Linked DNA regions of Mus musculus: all the other regions are linked to region 1. The links are chromatin contacts, called in public Hi-C maps. All regions are on one chromosome and are shown on one strand. Each heading gives the region's core, a stretch centred on a gene start, on an enhancer-like site or on the middle of the called end of the contact. The rest is flanking DNA. Distances are from core to core; before and after follow the strand shown. Region 1 holds the start of 1810013L24Rik (RIKEN cDNA 1810013L24 gene). Region 2 holds the start of Ubald1 (UBA-like domain containing 1). Region 3 holds the start of Parn (poly(A)-specific ribonuclease (deadenylation nuclease)).

The links. A called contact is a pair of places that touch in the nucleus more often than the background predicts.
Region 2: a Hi-C map of B cells shows a contact between it and region 1, with 5 read pairs. The contact joins the promoter of Ubald1 here to the promoter of 1810013L24Rik in region 1. A contact is called at or near these places in 2 of 484 Hi-C or Micro-C datasets (B cells and CD4 T cells).
Region 3: a Hi-C map of CD8 T cells shows a contact between it and region 1, with 3 times the contacts expected there. The contact joins the promoter of Parn here to the promoter of 1810013L24Rik in region 1. A contact is called at or near these places in 2 of 484 Hi-C or Micro-C datasets (CD4 T cells and CD8 T cells).

What each region holds. Positions count from the first base shown.
Region 1 is chr16:8,827,801-8,831,784 of GRCm38.p6, reverse strand. It overlaps 1810013L24Rik (RIKEN cDNA 1810013L24 gene), which reads right to left and starts at 1,685. Exons shown (of 4, transcript NM_001081400.3): 1 at 1,100-1,685; 2 at 384-464. The coding sequence starts at 1,325.
Region 2 is chr16:4,878,093-4,882,381 of GRCm38.p6, reverse strand. Ubald1 (UBA-like domain containing 1) reads left to right here and starts at 2,531. Exons shown (of 3, transcript NM_145359.2): 1 at 2,531-2,765. The coding sequence starts at 2,646.
Region 3 is chr16:13,665,878-13,670,057 of GRCm38.p6, reverse strand. It overlaps Parn (poly(A)-specific ribonuclease (deadenylation nuclease)), which reads left to right and starts at 1,888. Exons shown (of 24, transcript NM_028761.3): 1 at 1,888-2,047; 2 at 2,447-2,524; 3 at 4,077-4,156. The coding sequence starts at 2,029.

The sequences.
Region 1 (3,984 bases), core at 436-2,935:
GCTCACCTGTCTTGTCTTCCACAGCAGAGCTTTAATCTCAGCCCTTTGCAGACTGCGTTAAATCCTTGCTAAAGGGTAGGAGCTAGGGGATTGATGTCTCAGGCACTGTAGAGTAACCAGCAGCCCCCTCTCAAGATTGACAACCAAGTGTCCCGTAGGCACTGTCATACGTCCCCGAGGGAGGAATAGGAGGCGTGTCAAAAATTGCCTCTGGATATCTAGCTAGAACACCACAGATATTCTCAAGTTGCAAGGCATTCAAGGTTAGCAGAAGCTGAACTTGAGAGGAGAAAACACACTCAGAACATCGGCTGTCAACCGGAACGTGGCCTGCCCTTCCTCCCTCCCCGCCTACCCTGGCAAGACAGCAAGGTTATCTTTACCTTTATAGAGGTTGGTGACGGCGGTGGCTGCGTTTTGGAAGGGGACCCAGAGAGAAAGTCCTGGCTGCTGACACACTCGGTCTGGAAACAAAAAGGGGGGAAAAAAAACAATAGGGGGGGGAAAAAGACACACACAAGGACATAGAGAAAGAAGAGAATGTTATTTGGGCGTCACTCACTCCGGAACGGCCATATTAGGTTTCGCCATTTTGTTCAGGATTTGGGGATCCCAAAGGGAGCGTGAGACCGGAGTTACTGGGTCGAGGAAGGGGAACCTGACAACAGCGCAACCCGAGTGGCGAACGCCGCCCGGCAGGCTCAGGGAAGCGCCCCTAGCAGTCTCCGCCCCGAGGCCGGCTCGGGGCACAATAGGGCCGCCCCACCGCCTCCTTCGCCATTTTGTGACAGGGACTCCTCCCCTACCCCCACGATCCGACCGGGGACACCCGGACCGGTACGTGGGGACCCTCGGGAGGTACTCTAAATCGGGGGTCTCCCCATCCTTCATCGTAGTTTTCCCCCTCCCAGGGTAGCTCCTCCGTCGCCGTCCTGCGGGTCAGATGGCCAGGGGTCCGCGGCACGGCCCTCCCCTCCCAGTCGTCCGGCTATCCCCGCAGGGTGCGAGGAGCCGCCAGGTCCCGGGGACCGAGCCGGGAACCGGGGGGAAGAGCAGCTCCGCAGGCCGGGGCGGCGCCAAGATGGCGGCGCGGCCTCACCTTTGTAGAGCTGAGCCACGGCCGTGGCCGAGTTCTGGAAGAGATGCCACAGCTTCTGTTGCTTGTGCTCGGGCTGCGCGGCGGCCGCCGCCTCCTCCTGCAGCTCGGGAGACAACTGCTCGTCCTGCTCGGCCTCGGCCAGGCACTGCCGCTCCCACTTGGAGAACCAATGCTCCGGCCCGTGCTCCTGGATCTCCGCCTCGCCCTCCTCCTTCCGCTCCTCCATCCTCCGCGGCCTCCCGCGGCCTGGCCGCCGCCGCCGCGTCCTCCTTAAGCGCGGTCCCCGCGGGAACGTCGTCGTCGACAGGCCCGGGAACGAGGGGCCCGGCGGCCGGCCCAGGCCTCTGTGCAAGCCCGCGGAGCCGGCACCCACCCCGCACAGCCCGAGTCCTCTGCCCACCAACCCCGCTCCGAGGTGCCGCACCCTGCCCTAGCCTCGCCCGCACCCCTTTACCGCCCACCCACGGCCCCGCGGCCTCGGTCCGACCGCCGCCGCTCTCCAACCGGCGTTCCCTGTCCGGCCTGCGCCGCCGAGCCCACCTCGAAGACTGAGGAACGTCGTCTACGGCGGCGGCGTCGACGCCTCTGCGGCGACCGGGCCCCGCCCTCCCCCGCCCACATGCTGACTGGAAAGCGCCGCCCACTTGGCCAGCGGCGCTTCCCCGGCAGGAGGCGGTTGGGGCGCGCCCACCGTCGACCTTCCCCATTGGCCCGCCGCAACGGGTTCCGCGTGCTGGCCCCTGAACGCAGCGTTCTGATTGGCTTACCCGCCTGTCGAACTGATGTCATCAATGGGCGGGGGGCTGGGGGAAGGAGTAAATGTCAGGGAACTTGAAGACTGTAGAGCAGGGAGGAGTTGACAGTGTTTGCGTGCGACCAACCAAAGCAGAAGAAGAAATATCTGTACACTGGAGCCAAGGGATTGCGCTTGCGCGGTGCTCGCTTCGCTCCCGCACCCCGTCTGAGAGTCACGTGACTCCGCCGGGTGACCGCACCCCGCGGGGGCCTTTCCCGGGCTTGCAAGTGCATGGTCACGCAGTGTTTATGTGCTGACTCCTCGAGTTCCTGAGAAGTGCAGTCTACCTCTGTTTGCAGCGCCCTTTCTATGTTTTTTTAATGCCAGAATTCCCAACCTTAGTGGGGCAAGTAAAGCGTGTGAATCCAAAGGAAAATTCTCCGGAGGTGTGAGCGACCTGGGGACGCTCACCGAGATTTCCCGGAGAAGGGGACCGGAGGGAGCTGGACACCAGGGCCGCCTGGCGGACAGTGCGCCCAGCGCTAGTAGCGGCCCGGCACCTGTCCCATGCACGCTCCCGGGACACGTGCGACCGCCGCGTCCCGCCCCCGCCCCCCATGTGCAATTGCTGGCACCCGGGCCCCTGCACTGCTCACTCAGAGTGATCAGTGCCAGGAAAGAGGTCTGGAAGCCTGGGAACAAGAGGGCAGCACAATGACGGGACCTCTCAGCCTCTGAGCTGACAGCTTATGTATGCCATCTGTACTGGATGGAAGTCCTGCAGGATCTGATCCTGCCTGCTCTGGCTTCTCCGGACTTCTCCCTGATCTGTCTGGTTCCCAGAGCCTAATCTCTGGACTCTCTGAAAGTTCATATTCCATTTTCCTTAGGACTAGGCTCAAAGCCAGGTGTGCTGGTGCTCTTTGTTTTGTTTCCTTCTTTTTTTTTTTTTTTTTTTTTTCTTTTTTGGTATTTCGAGACAGGGTTTCTCTGTATAGCCCTGGCTGTCCTGGAACTCACTTTGTAGATAGACCAGGCTGGCCTTGAACTCAGAAATCCGCCTGCCTCTGCCTCCGGTGCGCCACCACGCCCGGCCTGTTTTGTTTCTTGAAACAACTTTTTTTTTTTTTTTTTTTGGTAGTTTTGGGATTGCCTTGAAATCATAGAGATCCTCCTGCCTCTACCTCCTGGGCGCTGGGATTAAAAGCCTTTGCCACCACACCTTGTGATGCGTTTTTGTTTTTTATTTTGTTTTATGTATAATTTATTTTAATTTTACTTATTTTTGTATTATATTAGATAATATGTAACATTACATTATTGTTATATTTTATCTTATTTTTTATAATTTGCTTTATAAATAATTCATATTTTAATATATGATTCATAAAATCTTTATTTTAAGTGCATTAATGTTTTGCCTTCATATGTATATGGCGGGAGGAGTGGGTGTCAGAAGCCCTGGAACTGGAGTTGTAGATGTGAGCTGCCACGTAGATGCTGGGAATTGAACCTGGGTCCTCTAGAAGGGCAGCATGTGCTTTTAATCTCTGAGCCATCTCTCTAGCCCCTTGTTTGTTTATTTGTTTTAAATCTTAAATTGTCCCCAATGATGCCTAAGCAACATTATGTATCACAAATCAACACCTGGACCCTTCAGATGCCCAAAACCAGCTTGTAAGAAGCAATCTGTCGGCAGTTGGAGCACCAACTGCTCTCCTAGCGGTCCTGAGTTCAATTCCCAGCAACCACATGGTGGCTCACAACCATCTGTAATGGGATCCAATGCCTTCTTCTGGTGTGTCTGAAGACAGCTACAGGGTACTCATATACCTAAAATAAATAAATCTTAAAAAAAAAAGAGCCTTATAGGGAACATGATATTTGGGGGGGAGGGGGGGAAGCAAGCACAGTGGAACACAGCTGTAGTCAATCCCAGCACTCAGGAGAAATGTTACAGATTGAGTTCTGTGTAAACCAGGACTTCATAGGCAGATCTAACCTCAAAAACAGACAAACAACAATAACCACAACAAAAACGCTGTACAAAAGTCACAGGGCATAAAATCAAACATAGGAAGAAGACAAAAAGTCCCAGCCTGGGATTAGAGTACACTCAAAAGGAAGGAGTTTCTCTGCCTTGGGGGTG
Region 2 (4,289 bases), core at 1,282-3,781, 4.0 Mb after region 1:
AGCAACACACCTCCATTGACTAGCTCTGTGAATGGGGACATTTCTCATCATACCTGAACCTCAGGTAAGGGAAGGCTGGAAATGCCCTATTCTCTCTCACATTCTCTTCTGGCCCTGTTCCCAGGGCACATCCCAGACTGCTAAAAAATCCAAAGTCCACCCTCCAGCCAAGCAAATAGTGGCTGAAAACAACGTTGTTTTCTTTCCCTGCCACGGCTGGGAAAAACAAGCTAGCTGGAGTAACTCATCACCTGGCAGGGTGACCTTCCCTTCTGTCAGCTTTTTGTTCTGCCAGTGCAAGGCCTGCATGCAGTAGCTCTCTCTGGGCTGAGCAAGCCACTGAGGTGACTAGATAAGGTAGAAGGGTGTGCCTGTCTGTGATCCTACATCCATGAACAAAAGATCCCCCGACCCAATACTCAGCTTCCTTTGCCTGAAAGATATAGCTGGCTCACTGGGTGCCTGGTCTTTTCTTTAGCTCCAAATGTCACAAGTATAAGGAAATCCACCATCAGCTTGCTTACTATAAAAATGGGAATGACACTCCCTACAGTAGCTAACGCAGGACTCGAGAAGAGATGCATGCCAAGTCTTGTACACAGAGTACCAGGCCTTTTGCTAGGTCTGTCATGCTCATCCATCCCACACTGCACAGTGAGGAGAGTTCCCACACAAGAGTGGAACTTCGAAGAAACAACAGTCAAAAATGCCATCCAGGTCTGTCTGGCTACAACCTACCCACCTTCCTTCAGACTTTGTTACAGTCTCCATGGCAACAGTGAAATCAGAGCGGCCTTTTACTGTGATCTCCATGTGTGCTGGTTTTGCCTATAATAATGCACATGCATAGTTGGGCGTGGTGGCACACACCTTTAATCCCAGCACTTGGGAGGCAGAGGCAGGCGGATTTCTGAGTTCAGAGTGAGTTCCAGGACAGCCAGGGCTACACAGAGAAACCCTGTCTCGAAAACAAACAAACAAAAGCACATGCATGATGCTTCCTAGAAATAAAGGCATATTCTCAGCAAAAGCAAAAAAATTGGGGTACTGTTGATATGCAAAGACTACTGCTGAGTGTTTCTCCAAAAGGCAGCAAAGAGGCTGAAATCTTACTTCGTGTGGACAGATGGGCAAAACGTCTAAGAAAGGGAGACACTCACTAGTCCCGCTGCTACCCATAAACTAAACTCGCAGCTATAACTCAGAGCCTTCCAAGCTCCCCGTCCTCGTTTCTTCCTCCTTTTCTTCCTATCTAAGGATCTTTCAGTCCCACCTCCTTCCCATCTTCCTCCAGCCACCCGATCGGAGAGCCCCTAGGAGTGAAGGGCAAGATAGAACTCCATTTCCCTAGGTATCAACTGGGCCCCACACCTTTACGGCCTCAGCGGTCCTAGCGAGAACAAAGGATCAGGTGTATCAAAACGTCTCAAGAGCCCGCAGTTGGCTTCCGAGGCCTGCGCTTACTTCCTCGGGGCAGTGTCGCTATAATGAAGCTTTCGGACCTAACGCCTCCCCTCCCGGCTGGTTCTACAGGGGGCCAGGTCAAAGGTGAGGCCAGTGAGAGCAAAGAACCCGGGCAACGTCTCTCAGCCGAGAAGACAACGCCAGCCCTCTCCTCCCCCCAGCTTCTGGGCGACTCTTCCACGTCCGACCGGCCACTCTACCAACCGCGACGTCAGCCGGAAGTGGCATGTGCGGGGCTGTAAACACCGCCTGCGAAATCACGCACCCAGCTCCCGACCCCGCCCCCACGCCACGTGATGCGCCCGCCCCCGCCGCCGCCTCATTGGGCGGCCAGCTTTGTTTACCTTATATGGCCAGGTCCTAACACCCCGTGACGGCCCATTGGTACAGTCGCGACCTCACTCAGGTGACGTCACTGGGACAGAAAGATGCAAATAAACCGGGGCATTGTGGGAATGGCAGTCGTGGCCGTTTCTGTACGTGCTCCGCGCGGTCCTTTTGCCAGCAGGCTGCTGGAAGTTTTTCTTTTGCGTGGGAAAGTGGGAGTTGAAAGAAAGGGGACGCCAAGGCTCCGGAGCAGGGGCTGTCTTTTTTTTTTTTTTTTTTTTTTTTTTTTTTTTTAAGACGCTCTTCCTGCACGACTGGCCAAGAGTTAGGCAAAGATGCCTTGCGAGCTCTGGAATGCTTCCAGGAGGTGGTGATTTCTAGCAGCGCCTTGAAAGGCAGATGCTCTGCGATACCGAGCGTTTTCTAAGTCTCAGGATTTTAGGAGTGTTTCAGCCTAGGGCAGTGGAGTAGGACCAAAGCTATCAGAGAGTCCCCTAAGAGCGCGCCTATTAATATTGTGATGCTAAGCACAGCAGCACACAGGACCTCCAGGGCCCAGTGATAAGGCAAGCTTGTGCAATGGTCCCTGGTTCGCAACTTCGCCTCTCAGCCTGGGGCACGGGCTGCGCGCCCCACTGAGATCGCTCGGGAGAGGGCGTCCACGCTCCTTCCCGGTCCGTTCGGCGGGGGCGTCGCGGACTACACATCCCAGCATGCTTCGCCGGCCGCGGGGCAGCGAGGCGCGGTGAGTCAGAGCGCACAGTAAATATTTGTATTAGCCGGGGCCGGCTCGCTAATGGTGGACGCGTGAGGCTAGCGCGCAGGGAGGCCGGAGCGGGCTGCACGGCGGCGCCATGTCCGTGAACATGGACGAGCTCAAACACCAGGTCATGATCAACCAGTTCGTGCTGACGGCGGGCTGTGCGGCCGATCAGGCGAAGCAACTGCTACAAGCGGCCCACTGGCAGTTCGAGGTGCGTAGGGGAACCGGGGACGGGCGCGGGCGGTGTGGACACGTGCCGGGGTGCCGGCTGCGGGCATCACCGACCGCCAGGCCAGAGCCCCGGAAACCCCGCTATCAGGACTGGATACCCTCCCCCAACACCCCCCCCCCCCCGGTCCCGGTAACGGCTGAGGAGGAGACAGCCGCCTGGAAGACGCCCAGGGCCGTGCCGGAGGCGGAGTCGCTTGGAGAGAGCGGTCTCAGGGTCGGTGTGCCGGGTGGGCGGTTTGCGGGAGTGCGCACACGTACATGTGGATTTGTATTTACGCACGCACCGCGCTTGGGCGTCAGCAGGGCACATCGAAGGTTGTGGGCATGTGGGCGCGTGTGCGGACTCAAAGCCCGTCTCGAGTGCGTGTCTGATACAGGATACCTTTGTGTCATGTTTGGTGTGTGTGTGCAGCGTGTACATAGGTGGTGGTTTGCTGATGGTAATCGTGCTGGGTATGGTGCGGTGTATGTTCATATACGTCATGGAGTGTATGGGTGGTGTGCTGGATCCTCAGAGTAAATTACGAGAGTCTGTATGTGTGTAGCCCACTCCAAAGGTGTCACCGGGGCGGGATCCTTATGAAGACCTGGGTATCCTCGGGCCTGACAAAGGAACCTGTATCTTGGGATGGTGTACTGTATACGGTTCACTTATTTTAGGGCATTTTAGACAGAAGATGGGAAGGTCAGTCTGGCTCTCATCTACTCCCAGGTTTCTCTTGACCGGTAGGATTATGTGCCCAGTCTTTTGTGTTACTAAGATGCCTCTGTTCCTCTAACTCAAAACCCCACATTCACCACTTGTGGGTATCGAGATGAGACTCTCTGGCTTGTAGCTGTGTGGGTACATGTGTGAGTCACAACCAGAGCCAGTCTAGTATTCTGTGCCCAGTTGGAGACCCCAGAGCTTGGCTTCCCAGTGGGAACCATCCCATTTTCAGTAGGAAAAGCCAGGAAGTGGAGACCAAGGCTTAACTTCCTGGTGCAGGATCAGAACCTCCCCAGGCTGGGAAGACTGTAGCCCTTCCAGCTCTGGATACCAAGCCTTCGATCTGTTTATCTACTCCCTGCTAGACTTCCAGGCCAATGTCCCTATGCAAGAGAGGGAAGGCTTCTTCCTTTAGCCTGGATTTGCTTACCCCTGGAGGTAGCAGTGCTTGTCAGCCTCTGAGGCCTGAACGCTCTGCCTTCTGTCCCCTCCCCCTGCAGCCCCACCCCAGGGAAGTGCCTTACTGCTCAGCTCTGCAACAGTCTTAATCTGCCCTGTTGTCTCTTGGGTTGGATGTGGTAAAACTTGTAAAACCACATTCATGGCAGTTGCTGGAGCCCAGTGGCTCTGCTTGCAGGTCCTTGCCCCAGGCTGGGCAGGCAGGCAGGTGTCTCATGGGAAATGGGCCGTGTGGAAGACTCGGCCCCTCTCTCAGTGTGGCGCAGGCTGGAGGGGGATGGACTGAGATATATGGCTACCAAGATTAGGGAAAACTGTCTTCAGGAGGAGCAGGGA
Region 3 (4,180 bases), core at 639-3,138, 4.8 Mb before region 1:
CAAGAAGGGAGATAGATATGCATAGTATTTAGTGTAATGAAAGTTACGTTGTATTACGCTGAGGTTTATCACACAAGGTTCACACTAAGTTCCTAACTATGGTCCTAAGCCTATCTTCCCAAGGCTGCTCACCTGTGTGATGTATCTCAGCTGAAGATCAGGTCTAGTCTCTAACAGAAGTTTCTGAAGGTCAGCATCCTGGGGGAGATGTTCGAGCTCCAGGGCAGGTAAAGGTATCATCATTCCCGATGTGCAAAGCAGAGAGAGACACATACACACAGAGACAGAGAATAATTTCCAAAGTTCTGTGACCCTAGGTTACCCTCACTAATGCACTCTGTTAAAATAAAGAAGCAAACTGTATATATTTAGATATGAGAGGAAATAATCTAACAATGACTAGCTGGGACCAGCAAGTCTAAGGTTCTAGTACTTGTTCAGTCTCACAAGGCTGGATGTCTAAGTTGGTCTTTTGGAAGGAGGGCCTCAATGCCAGTGAAGGAATGGACTTCCTACAGGGTAAGCAGGCAAAGAGTAAGCGCTTCCTTCTTCCAGGTCCTTACATAGGCTGCCAGCAGAAGGTTGGCCCAGATTAGAGTTGTGTCTTCCTACCTCAAGATCTAGATTAAAGGTGTGTGTCTTCTTGCCTCAAGATCTGGATTAAGCATGTATGTCTTCCTACCTCAGAGGTCTGGACTAGAAGTGAATTCACTCACTGTAAATCAAGCAGGAAATCTCTCACAGGTGTGCCTTCCATTTCTGAATTGTAGCTTAGTACAGATATTGTCAAGTTGACACCCAAGAATAGCCATCACACGGGGTCTCATTTACTCTTTGGAGGATAAATATTGGAAAGATTACAGTTGTTAACAGCCAACTATCTAGCCCCTGTGAACACTTTATCTCTGGAATAAGCCAGCAGGGGCTGGCTAACAAAATCCTGAAACTCTTTGAGGTGAGCTGAATGTAGGGCTGGAGAGATGGCTCAGAGGTTAAGAGTACTTGCCACTTTTGTAGAGTGTTAGGTCACAAAGTAGGCTCCCAAAAATGGCTCTGCCTTTTCTGATTACCTAACACTCTCTGCTGCAGAATTTTGCTCTTTATCTCCATAGCAACTATCATGTTTCCAAGTAGCAAGTCTGATGTCTGCCTGGCTTTTTTTTTTTTTTCTTCTTATCCAAGTTTTACGCTGCAATGGGACAACCACCATGATTTGTCATCACAGTGTCTCTCTTCTACCAGAGTGGCATAGAACCGGAACTCAGTCAATATGGGGCATAGAGATGGTTCCGTGGGTAAGAGCACTTGCTGTGGAGTCATCCAGACTCATGGACAAATCCCCAGCACCCATGAAAAAAAAGCTAGGCACAGCCCTGCAATCTTGTAAACCCAGTGTTGGGAGTCAGAGACTGGCATTTTAGGCGCCACTCCGGCTGAAACAAGTTCAGTCAGTGAGAGAGACCCTGTCTCAAGGAAGGTGGAGAACAAGAACAGCCACGGGAGGTCCTTCTTTGCTTACTACTAGTGATCACCGACCGCCACACAAATGCGCACGTATACTTCTCCAACACTTTACCCCACAAATTAAGCAAGAATTATATATTTGTATATATAAAATTAATTTAAAAATTTTTAGACAGACTCTCATTATGTTCCCTAAGCTGGCCTCGAATTTGCAAATTCTCCTGCCTCATCCTTCTCAGACTGGAATTATAGACCCAGGGGAAACCAGTCCATATGTCTCTTGATCAACCAGGTTCAGGACAGGAAACTTCTCCAACATATGGGCCAGGCCTTGAGACTTTGATAGCAATGCCCCTTTTTCCTTTCTAGGCAGCCCGGAGGGCCCGGGCTCCGCCCCTAACGTGACACAGATCTGACGCAGGCGCAGCGGCGCGCGCTGTTTCCGGAAGTGTCCTGTGCTGTTTCGTGGCGGCCTCCGACATCCCCACGCTGCTTTTGCTGCGGAACTCTGCGCGTGGACCGGCGTCAGCCTGGGCGGGGCCAAGGTTCCGTCTGCGCCGCAGGATGGAGATAATCCGGAGCAGTGCGTGTCCGCCGCACAACCCCCATCCCTGTCCTCAAGCCCACCTAGCGTGCTAGGCCCAGACCTCTCGAGTTTAGCGGGGCCCGGGACAAGTCAGTCCCGCCGGGCAATACTTCCTCTGAAAAGCGGTGCTGCTGGTGGGACTTGTCGCTCTGCAAAGCGTGCACCTTTGGCATCCATGCCTTTCTTTTCCCTGCTCACCTGCTCAGGGCTAGCCCTTTTCAGTCGTGCATACTTTATCTAGTGACCCCTGGAGGAGGTGTCCCTTGTGGTCCTTGAACACTTATTCCGCTTCTCCGATGCCCCGGGAGCTCCTCCGGCCCTTTCTCCCATCTCCCTTTAGTTGGTGGGCAGGAAGGCAGGCCACCTGTTCTGAGCCTTTTCTTGGTTTCTCTGCAGATTTTAAGATTAATCTTCACAAAGTGTACCAGGCCATAGAGGAGGCTGACTTCTTCGCCATCGATGGGGAGTTTTCAGGTATCACTCCCTTGAAAGCTCTGGGCTTACACCTTGTATTGCAAAGGCTCCCTGCCTCCTTCCTCACTGGTCATGGCAAAAGCCTGGGAGAGATGTGGTTTTGTGGTTGGTCAGGGCGTGAGATTTTTGGATAGAGATTATGGTTCTGGTGCTGTTTAAACTAATTTAGGTGTATATGGTTAAAAAGCAGGGGGTTTAGGTTGAGGTCTTTTTCCTGTGACAAAATACACCTATCCAAGTTTATCATTTCGAAATGCACACACTACACACACACACAAATATGTATATGTATATGATGAGTGGAGGCCAGAGGTTGTTTTTGGGTAGCTTATGTTTAAAATAAGTTTTCAACGTGTTTCTCTTGTTGAATCTAGAGCTGGGTATTTTACTAAGATGGCTGGCCAGCAGGCCCCCCGAATCTGTCTCTCCTACAAGATCCATGCTGGGGTTACAGGTGCCAGGATGACAGCTGTGGGGTCCTGTTACTGTGTGCTGACATGCTCAGTTTTTATATGGTGAAGGTCCAAACTCAGGTCCTCGTGTTTGCATGGCAAGCACTTTACGCTTCAAGACATTTCCTAGCTCTATTGCATTTGTTCTTAAGTGGTTTTGGAATTTGGTAGCATTAACTACACTCATGTTGCTGTCCAGCTGGTATCCTCCAGTTCTGGATTTTTTTTTTTTTTTCTTTTTTGGTTTTTTGAGACAGGGTTTCTCTGTATAGCCCTGGCTGTCCTGGAACACACTCTGTAGACCAGGCTGGCCTCGAACTCAGAAATCCGCCTACCTCTGCCTCCCAAGTGCTGGGATCAAAGGCGTGCGCCACCACGCCCGGCTTTTTCTATCTTAAATAGATAACTACTCATGGAATTATTCTATTACTCCCTTTAGCCTCTACCAGCCATCATTTGTCTTTGATTGTGACCACTCTAGACACATCATGTAAGAGGAAACCTATAGTATTGTGAGACTGGCCAGGGCTGTACTTAGACGACAAATAAGGATATTACTTAATGCTTTAGTACAAGTCTTCCTTGGTTAGCTCAGTAGACCCACATGTGCTACGTATGCGTTTAAGTATGTGTACACACATGTGCATGAATAGATGCTGGAGTTCAACACTGAATGCTTTTCCTCAACCACACTCTATTTTTTGAGGCAGTGTCTCAACCTGCAATGCACCTGGTCGCCCAGTGTGCTTCAGGGATCCGCTGCTCTCGGCAGTGCTGCACGGAGCTGTTTGCATGGGTTCTAGGGATTCCAGTTCAGGTCCTCACGCTTACACAGCAAGCAGTTTGCTGACTGAGCCATCTCTCCATCCTGTAATTATGATTTCTCTGTGAATGTAAGAATCCAGCCTAGGCCCTCATGTGCAAGGCAAGCAAGCACTTCTACCAGTGAACTACACCCACAGCACAGATGAATGTTAATTTTTAAAAAGTGTGATACAGGCACTTTGAATTAATTTTAACTAATGGGAATATGAATAAGCACTGGAGACTGACACACTAGCATTTATGAAGCAGCCTAATATCTGTTTTTTATGATCTAGGAATCAGCAATGGACCCTCAGTAACAGCATTAACAAGTGGTTTTGACACCCCAGAAGAGAGATATCAGAAGCTTAAAAAGGCAAGTGGGTATTCTCAAAAGCCC